Regions from separate parts of the Sus scrofa genome. Here regions 1 and 3 are each linked to region 2. The links are chromatin contacts, called in public Hi-C maps. All regions are on one chromosome and are shown on one strand. Each heading gives the region's core, a stretch centred on a gene start, on an enhancer-like site or on the middle of the called end of the contact. The rest is flanking DNA. Distances are from core to core; before and after follow the strand shown.

Region 1 (2,700 bases), core at 88-2,587, 580 kb after region 2:
CTGGCCTATAAGGCAGCTCGGTTGCACAAGAACATCTAAGATCCTTAAAAGTTCTAACGTTGTGTGTTTTGGATCAAACAGCCCAGGGCTCGGATCTGGCTGCGCTCGCTGGTGGTGGGACAGCTGCTTGAGAAAATAAGCATGTGGCCCCGACGCTGGCAGGCGGCTAGGCTGCAGCTCCGCCCGCGGCCGCCCGCACCCGTGTTTCTCAGCGAAGCGCCAGGATCGGTGGAGTTTTTCGAGTAGTTTGGGAAGCAGCGGTGGAAGCGGGTGTAGGGGAGGGAAGAAGGGCAGAAACGGGTGAGCGCAGTGCGAGAACGAAAGAGAAGTGGTGAGCCACGAGGATTTCATCATGCAAACGCGCCGGCAGGTTTCATCAGCGCCCATACGCCAGGGCTCCGGAGCTGGCAGGGAATGCCAGGCTCCCGAGCGCAGCCCAAGGCTGCCCCCGCCCCGCGCCAGCTCAGCTTCCTCTTCCTCATCAACTCTCTGGGAGGTCACACGGCCCCCCTCCCCCCCGGAGAGAAGAACGTGTTTTTCTGCACAGCGTTGCCCGCGGCCCCGGGTTCCTTCGCGGAGATCCTCAAGCCTAAAAGGGCAATTTGTTCCAGAAGCCGCCGAGGCTCCAAAGCTGGGGGTGCCCCGGGAAGGAAAACGGTCTCTGCCAAGAGCCATTCACCCCAACAGAGAGCGCCCATCCCGACCCCTAAAAACCTCAGGCCAGCCCTCTCCGTGGTTGGGAGGCCAACCTGACCCCACCCTATTCAGCCTCAGAACAGCCCCCAACACCCACAAGGGGCAGCACACCTCGGCCTATGGCAGTCCTGGAAGCGAGCGCTTGTTTTTGGCGGGGGGAATCAGCTGTCTCTCCCAGAAAGAAGGAGCTATAAGGTGGCATTTGCAGCCGCGGCTCTGGAGCACGCACCCCTAGGGCAGGCAATGGAAGGCGCCCCCCGCGCCCCCCTGTCGTTCCAGGTGGCCACCTCCGTGCCCCTCACAGCCACCCTCGTGCCCCTTATCCGTTCTTTCCAGTCACCACGCCCCGAAGCCCTGTCGCCCCGTCCAACTGGAGTTCCCTATCCCTCCCCCTGGCCAGTCAGTCCTTCCCAGCGTCCGCACCCAGAGACCCCGAGCGGCGCCCCCGGGCCCGCGCCTACCTCCTGGGGTGGTGCTGAAGAGCGTGCCGCCGGGAGTGGTGCTGTAGTCCCCGGGCGGCAGCTGCACGCCATCGCCGAGGACCACCCGGCGAGTGGTGGGGATTGCCCGGCTTGGGGTCTGGCTGCAGCTGCTGCCGCTGGACATGGTCTCCCGCGCGAGGAGCCCGGACCCAGAGCGTGGCCCTGGCGCCCCTCTGGCCTCGCTCTGCCTCGCTCGGGCCCGCCCCGCCCGAGACCGCCCCTTCCGCCGCCTGGGCTGCCACCCCCTGGGATTTGTAGTTCCCGCTGCGCTGCCGCCCCGCCCACCGCCCGGGGGCTGCGGGCACAGGAGTCCTCTTCCGCGCTGGGTCCCGGGCACCCCACAGACGGGCTCCTGAGCGTAGTTGCTAGCGCCGCTCCCCTATTCCTTTCCGCCTCCTAGCTGCCCCGCCGCTAATCCCTTCGGGTCCCCGAGAGCCACGCGGGCAGGAACCGGTGGATGGGAAGGAAGATTCCGAGGCTTGCCTGTGTTAATGCCTTTCTAGCTCGGACTGCGCTGGGGTCCCAGCGGACCCAGCCCACTCTGGAAAGGCTAGCTGCAACACTGGGACATCAGGCGAGAAGGTCCCCTGCCTCCGAAAGCCTTCCGTGTTCCGTGCTCTATTTCCTCAGATGAGAAAGCGAGGATTGGTTGGTCATTCATCAATTTATTGAACATTCACGATGTGGCAGTCGTGGAAGAAATGTAGAATTAGGATCTGGGGACAAAACATCAAGCTGGGTGATGAGGGCTAAACCCGGAGCGAGGAGGCTGGGAGGGAGTGGACGTCGGTGGTGGTGGGGAAATATTGGTCAAAGAAGGTTATTTGCAGCCCTTTGAGTTGGGTCAGTGGATCCTGACCCCCACGCTGCCCGAAGTTTGGCAGGAGCTCTTTATTATTATTTATTATTTATTTTTTTAATCTTTTCGCCATTTTCTTGGGCCGCTCCCGCGGCACATGGAGGTTCCCAGGCTAGGGGTCTAATCGGAGCTGTAGCCACCGGCCTACACCACAGCCATAGCAACGCGAGATCCGAGCTGCGTCTACAACCTACACCACAGCTCACGGCAGCGCCGGATCCTTAACCCACTGAGCAAGGCCAGGGATCGAACCCTCAACCTCATGGTTCCTAGTCAGATTCGTTAACCACTGTGCCACGACGGGAACTCGCCTGAACTCACTTGAACTCCCCTGGCAGGAGCTCTTTAAATGAACGCAGGAACAAACGAAGGAATATTCAAGTGGAGGACAAAAAAACCTGTGGTGGCCACATCCGGGAAGAGTAGAGAGAGAAAAGTTTAAAAGAGAAATCCAGGGAATTCCCTTTTGGCAGAAGTGGTTAAGGGTCAGGCATTGTCACCGTAGCAGTGACTCAGGTCACTGTTGTGGTACCGGTTCCATCCCTTGCCTGGGAACTTCCACATGCTGGGTGGCAGGAAAGAAAGAAAGGATGGAGGAAGGAAGGAAGAAAGGAAGGAGGGAGGGAAGGAGGAAGGAAGGAGAGAGAGAGAAGAAAGAAAGAA
Region 2 (2,700 bases), core at 183-2,682:
GGGAAGATCTGTCAACATTGTTCGCCTGCTTCAGTAAAATAATCTTTTAAAATTCATTTATCTCTTACAACACGTCTGTGAGCTGGGGTTATTATTGTCTCATTTGACAGATGAGGAAACGGGCTGAGGACATTCACCTTGTCTGAAGTCACGCAGCTGGAGAATATGGGGACCGAGAGTCAAACCCCCACCTTGGTTTGGAGCAGGGCAGCCTGGCCTCAGTACAGATCCCTCCTCTGCATTTATTAGGTGTGTCTCCAGCCTCAGTTTCCCCATCTGTAAAATGGGGATGATGATGATAATACCCACCACCTTTAGAATGGTGCCGGCACACAGTCTGTGCTCAACAAGAGTTAGTTGCTATCTTAAGATCACCAAGAAATAGATTACGACTCATGCATCCCATCCATTCTCTCATTTGTTTAGCTTGTTAGAGAACAGTACAGCAAGGTGATAGGTGCATAAGGAGCAAAATGTGTGCTCTAGAGAAGGACCATTGGAGTTCAGAGAAGGGGCATTTGAAATGGTTCGTTTATGATAAAAATCTGAGTACTTGTGCAGAAGCCATGCTGCATTCTCTGTATCAGTTCAGTGTCAGCAGGTGCTGCCAAGGCTAGCCTCTCAGGGACGAACTGCTGGGGCATGTCCCTAATGATGGCGAGGGCCACATGCAGCCTTCAGGGTTGACCAGTTAGCTCCGCCACAGACGTGGATGTCTCCAAGGGCACCTGGGCTCTGCCCATAAAGGCGTAGCATTGAGCTCCAGTCTCACATCCCCACACCTGAGAAACAGCTCAAGGTGTGTATTCCCATGATGCGGGGAGGAGGAGGGAGTTTGGTGGGCAGGACACAGGTCCTGGGAAACAGCTGGACCACAGCTCACCAAGGTGAAAATGCCTTTTCCTTCTGCATCCATTTGGATCACTTCTCTCTGAATCTACTCAGAGCTGAAGGTATTTACAAATGCTCCTTGACTCCTTGCCCACCAAAAGAAAAGGAAAAAGAAAAAGAAACAAAGAAGTCAGGGAATTCCCAGAATTCTACCCTAACACTTCTACATCAGAAGGCAAACAAGAGGTAGTGCTTCCAGAGACCCAAGAATTAAAGTTAAAATTGGAAAGAAAGAGAGGAAAGAAATGCCTGACGTCCCTGGCGTCCACTCACCCACAGCACTGTCCCATCGTCAAGAAAACGCCCCCAGCCCGAGCTTAAAGGTCAAGGGCTCTGCTTTGCTCCGTAAGTGTCAGACAACCCAAGCACACGCAGCCCCCGTTCCTACCTCGTAGGCGGTGGTCCCCGGGTCTCCTCTCTCCCATTGGCACCACCTGCTACAGTGGCTCCATCACCTCTGCTGGGAAGCTGACGCCCCTGATCAGGGAGCGGTTCCGAGAAAGGAAGGGGAGGGCAGGCTCTGAGATCACCGACGTGGGGAGGGGTGGGTCTCCGAACCAAACACTTGGTTCTAGGGAAAAGGATGTTTTGTAAAGTTTTGGCTTGAACGTTCAGGGGCAGAACAGGAAATGTCCACTGGGTCTGGGAGCCCCACGGAGAAATCGCTGCAGCCTCCTAGCTCTCTGATCTGTGGTCCCATCTGGAATTTAAAGCTCCTCTGTTTGAAGCCTGGTGCCTTTTCCCCCCTTCCTCTTTTCCTCCAGCACTATTTTTTTTCCTCCTTAATGTAACGTCAGCTTCGTTCCTCACAAGCTGGAAAATTTTTCCTCGGCCTAAACTTGGCTCAGGAATACTCTCCCCTTGTGAGAGAATTTCTCCTGTTACACAGTTCAGATTAAAAAAAAAAAAAAAAAAAAAGAGAGAGAGAGAGAGATTTGTTTTGCCAGCTTTTGTACTAGAAACATTTTTGATGGATCACTCCCCACCCCCACCCCCAACCTCTGGATTCCAAGAAATATACACACCCACATCCCTCTTGGCTGTTTGTCTTGTTTGTTTTTTTCTTTTTTTGGCATATGGAGTTCCTGGGCCAGGGCTCAGATGCCAGCCGCAGTTGTGACCCACATCATAGCTGTGGCAATGCTGGATCCTTTAATCCACTGTGACTGGCTGGGGATGAACCCATGTCCTGGCACTGCAGAGACACCATCCACCCTGTTGTGCCACAGCAGGAACTCCTTGACTGGTTTGTTTGTTTGTTTTTCTTCTCCCTCTTCTAATTGGAAAATAATAACAGAGTTCCCTGGTGGCTCAGCAGGTTAAGGATCTGGCGTTGCCACTGTTGTGGCACAGGTTTGATCCCTGGCCTGGAAACTTCCATTGTTGTGGGAGGGGGCAAAAAAAGACAAAAATAATAATAATTGATAAAGATGGCAGTGAAAATGTCCTGTGGGTTCATAGAGTCCTGCCTGGGGCCAGCCTTCCCCACGTGCACACCTCTACCCACAGTGTAGGGCATGTGCTGCATGGCAGGGAGGGGAATTGATGATTTTCCTGGCCCTCTCCAGTTCTAGGTCTTTCCATGATGGAAGCGCAGGAATTGGCTATCACAAATGGGATCCAGTTCCCACTACAAACTGCCTCCTCAGCCCCCAGAAATGAAGCAGGAAGATTCCTCATTGTGATTCTTGGAGATGCTGAGTTGGAGGTACAGGAGGTGCAAGGGGATCCTGATTCAGTTGTTGCTGATGGCCTGGTAAGTGGCTTGTCTGTGAACTATCAAATGCAATGAAACTTGGGATCCTCATG
Region 3 (2,700 bases), core at 148-2,647, 780 kb after region 2:
CCATCACCCTCCGGAACTTTTACAGAATCAATGTTCTCAAAGGGTCTGAAGAGTAAGATCAATTAACAGAGTTTCCCCTTCCTTCTGAGGGCTGCACTGCTGACTTTTTATGAGACTGTGTCATGTTTCCTAGAATTATGAGGTAACAGTCTTTAGGGAAAAAAAGTGGAACAGGTAGCCCATCTGCGTAAGTTATGTTGGGAGAACTCCCCAGGGCGATATTTCTTAGGGGAATCTCTAGCTTAGCTTTTTCTTGGAGGATCATTAATGCCGGAAGGAGGAAATTCAGGGCTAGAGTAACTAACTGACTTGTTTAAAATAATACCTAATTAACAGCCCAGAAAAAGCTATACTAATACAGGTCTTCTGTCTCCAGGCCAGCTGAGCTCTGACACTAAATGCTTAATCAGAGAAAACTTTGATCTCTCTATTCAAATATGTCTCACACCACACCTTTCAGCTTAAACTTGCACTGAGGAGGGGCAGATGGTAACCTTTAAGTAAGTTCCAAGATACCAACTATATATAAGGGGGAAAAAAATCTCATCTTAAACTGCTTGGGAATGGATGTCTAGTTCCCTCCTGCCCCAAACGCACAAGTGCAGCTCTAGTGTCACCCAAGTACGGCCAATCCACCCTTTCCTTCGTTTTCGGGTGGAACTGACATTTACTGTGCATCTACTATCTGGGACGCTGCCACACACGTGATCTCGGCAGATCTGGCCTCCTTTGGGTACTCCTGCAGTGGACATCCCCTTCTGCAGCCTCTGGGTGCAGGCCTGATCCCTCTCCCCTCTGCCAAGGCGGCTGATCCCGACACAAAGCCAGATGGGTAAATGGTCGCGATGCCTGGAGATCAGTCATTTTCCCGGGGTAGCGATACCTTTTGCTCCAACTAAGCCAACCTCCAGAAAACCTGACAGATGCTGAGGAATCCTTTTACCAGCCTCCTGGGGTCTCGGCAACCCGTGCCAAAGCCAAGGCGGCGGCCAGCTCTCGCTCCTGCGGGGAGACCCCTCTGCGTCACCGTGACGACCCATTCCCACGCAGGCGTCTCATCTCCTCCAAGCGGCCGCCCACCGTCCCCACGAGGTCCCTTTTCTTACCCGCGGCCGTCGCGCCACCGCCTGCTGCACGCGCTCATTCACTGCCCGCAGAGCGAAACCGATTCCCAGCTCCGCCGACATGCTGCCAGCCTTCCACATTCCACAGAACCGACTTCCAGCCCCGTACCCGGGCACCCGAGGCTAAATCCCCTTCCGGTCCCGCCCAGCTCACGTCTCCGTGTTGCCCGTCTTCGTCTCAGCCAATCGTCAGTATGGGGAGGGGCGGGAGGGGCGGCCCCGCCCTAGGTGTGCCATCTTGGGGAGGTCGCCGCGAGGCGGGGCGGGGCACTCGGGTGCGGAGGGGCTGTGACGTACTTCCGGGGTTGCCGGAGGGCGGGGCTTTCCACCTAGCCGTAGCCCGCAGACGCAGTTGAGGGACAGAAGGGGGCAGGAGAGGTCCCTTAGGTCCTCTTCCCAGTTGTGGGAGATAACGGCTTTTATCTCAGATGATTTTGGGGAGAGGAGAAGGCATAGAAAAAGAGTTCCCTCCTGGCTCAGCGGGTTAATGATCCCGCTTTGTCATTGCTGTGGCTCCGGTTACAGCTGTGGCCAAGTTTGGTGCCTGGCCAGTCACTTCTACAGGCCGCGGGTGTGGCCAAAAATAAATATTTAAAAATATATAAAAGAAAATTGTTTCTGAAGAACATGGTAGGATCCCAATGTACCGAATTATTTTCCTCTGGTTATCCTTTAGATCAGTGCCCAATAGAAATATGATGTGATCCGAACATGTAATTTAAAATTTTCTAGGAGTTCCCATCGTGGTGCAGTGGAAACGAATCCGACTGGGAACCATGAGGTTTCGGTTCGATCCCTGGCCTCGCTCAGTGGGTTAAGGATCTGGTGTTGCCTTGAGCTGTGGTGTAGGTCCCAGACACGGCTTGGATCTGGTGTTGCCGTGGTGTAAGCCAGCAGCAACAGCTCGGATTAGATCCCCCAGCGTGGGAACCTCCGCATGCCAGTGGGTGCGGCCCTAAAAGGACAAAAAACAAAAATAAATAAAATTTTCTAATAGGCACAGAAAGTTAAGAAAAATTAATGAATACTTTTTTTTTTTTTTTTTTTTTGTCTTTTTGCTATTTCTTTGGGCCGCTCCCGCGGCATATGGAGGTTCCCAGGCTAGGGGTCTAATCGGAGCTGTAGCCGCTGGCCTACACCAGAGCCACAGCAACGCAGGATCCGAGCCGCGTCTGCAACCTACACCACAGCTCACGGCAACGGCGGATCGTTAACCCACTGAGCAAGGGCAGGGACCGAACCCGCAACCTCATGGTTCCTAGTCGGATTCGTTAACCACTGCGCCACGATGGGAACTCCCTGAATACATTTTCTATAGCCCAATATACCCAAAGTAAAGTTTAAACATAACCAATAGAAAAAGTTAATGAGATAGTTGAGGTTTGTTGTCTTTTTGTCTTTATAGGGCTGCACTGGTGGCATATGGAGGTTCCCAGGCTAGGAGTCTAATCTGACCTGTAGCTGCCAGCCTATGCCAGAGCCACAGCAACGCCAGATCCAAGCTGCATCTGCAAACTACACCACAGCTCATGGCAACGCCTGATCCTTAACCCACGGAGCGAGGCCAATGATCTAA

The links. A called contact is a pair of places that touch in the nucleus more often than the background predicts.
Region 1: a Hi-C map of heart right ventricle shows a contact between it and region 2, with 2.8 times the contacts expected there. The contact joins the promoter of EIF4EBP1 here to the promoter of TACC1 in region 2. A contact is called at or near these places in 2 of 47 Hi-C or Micro-C datasets (embryonic fibroblasts and heart right ventricle).
Region 3: a contact with region 2 is called in a Hi-C map of heart right ventricle, with 4 times the contacts expected there. The contact joins the promoter of PLPBP here to the promoter of TACC1 in region 2. A contact is called at or near these places in 2 of 47 Hi-C or Micro-C datasets (embryonic fibroblasts and heart right ventricle).

Annotation. Positions count from the first base shown.
Region 1 is chr15:48,442,036-48,444,735 of Sscrofa11.1, forward strand. EIF4EBP1 (eukaryotic translation initiation factor 4E binding protein 1) reads right to left here and starts at 1,338. Exons shown (of 3, transcript NM_001244225.1): 1 at 1,158-1,338. The coding sequence starts at 1,302.
Region 2 is chr15:47,859,672-47,862,371 of Sscrofa11.1, forward strand. TACC1 (transforming acidic coiled-coil-containing protein 1) reads right to left here and starts at 1,433. Exons shown (of 15, transcript XM_021075676.1): 1 at 1,280-1,433. The coding sequence starts at 1,316. It overlaps LOC106506224 (a long non-coding RNA gene), which reads left to right and starts at 2,098. Exons shown (of 4, transcript XR_001301395.2): 1 at 2,098-2,137; 2 at 2,460-2,647.
Region 3 is chr15:48,635,187-48,637,886 of Sscrofa11.1, forward strand. It overlaps PLPBP (proline synthase co-transcribed bacterial homolog protein), which reads right to left and starts at 1,398. Exons shown (of 8, transcript XM_003133369.4): 1 at 1,107-1,398. The coding sequence starts at 1,205.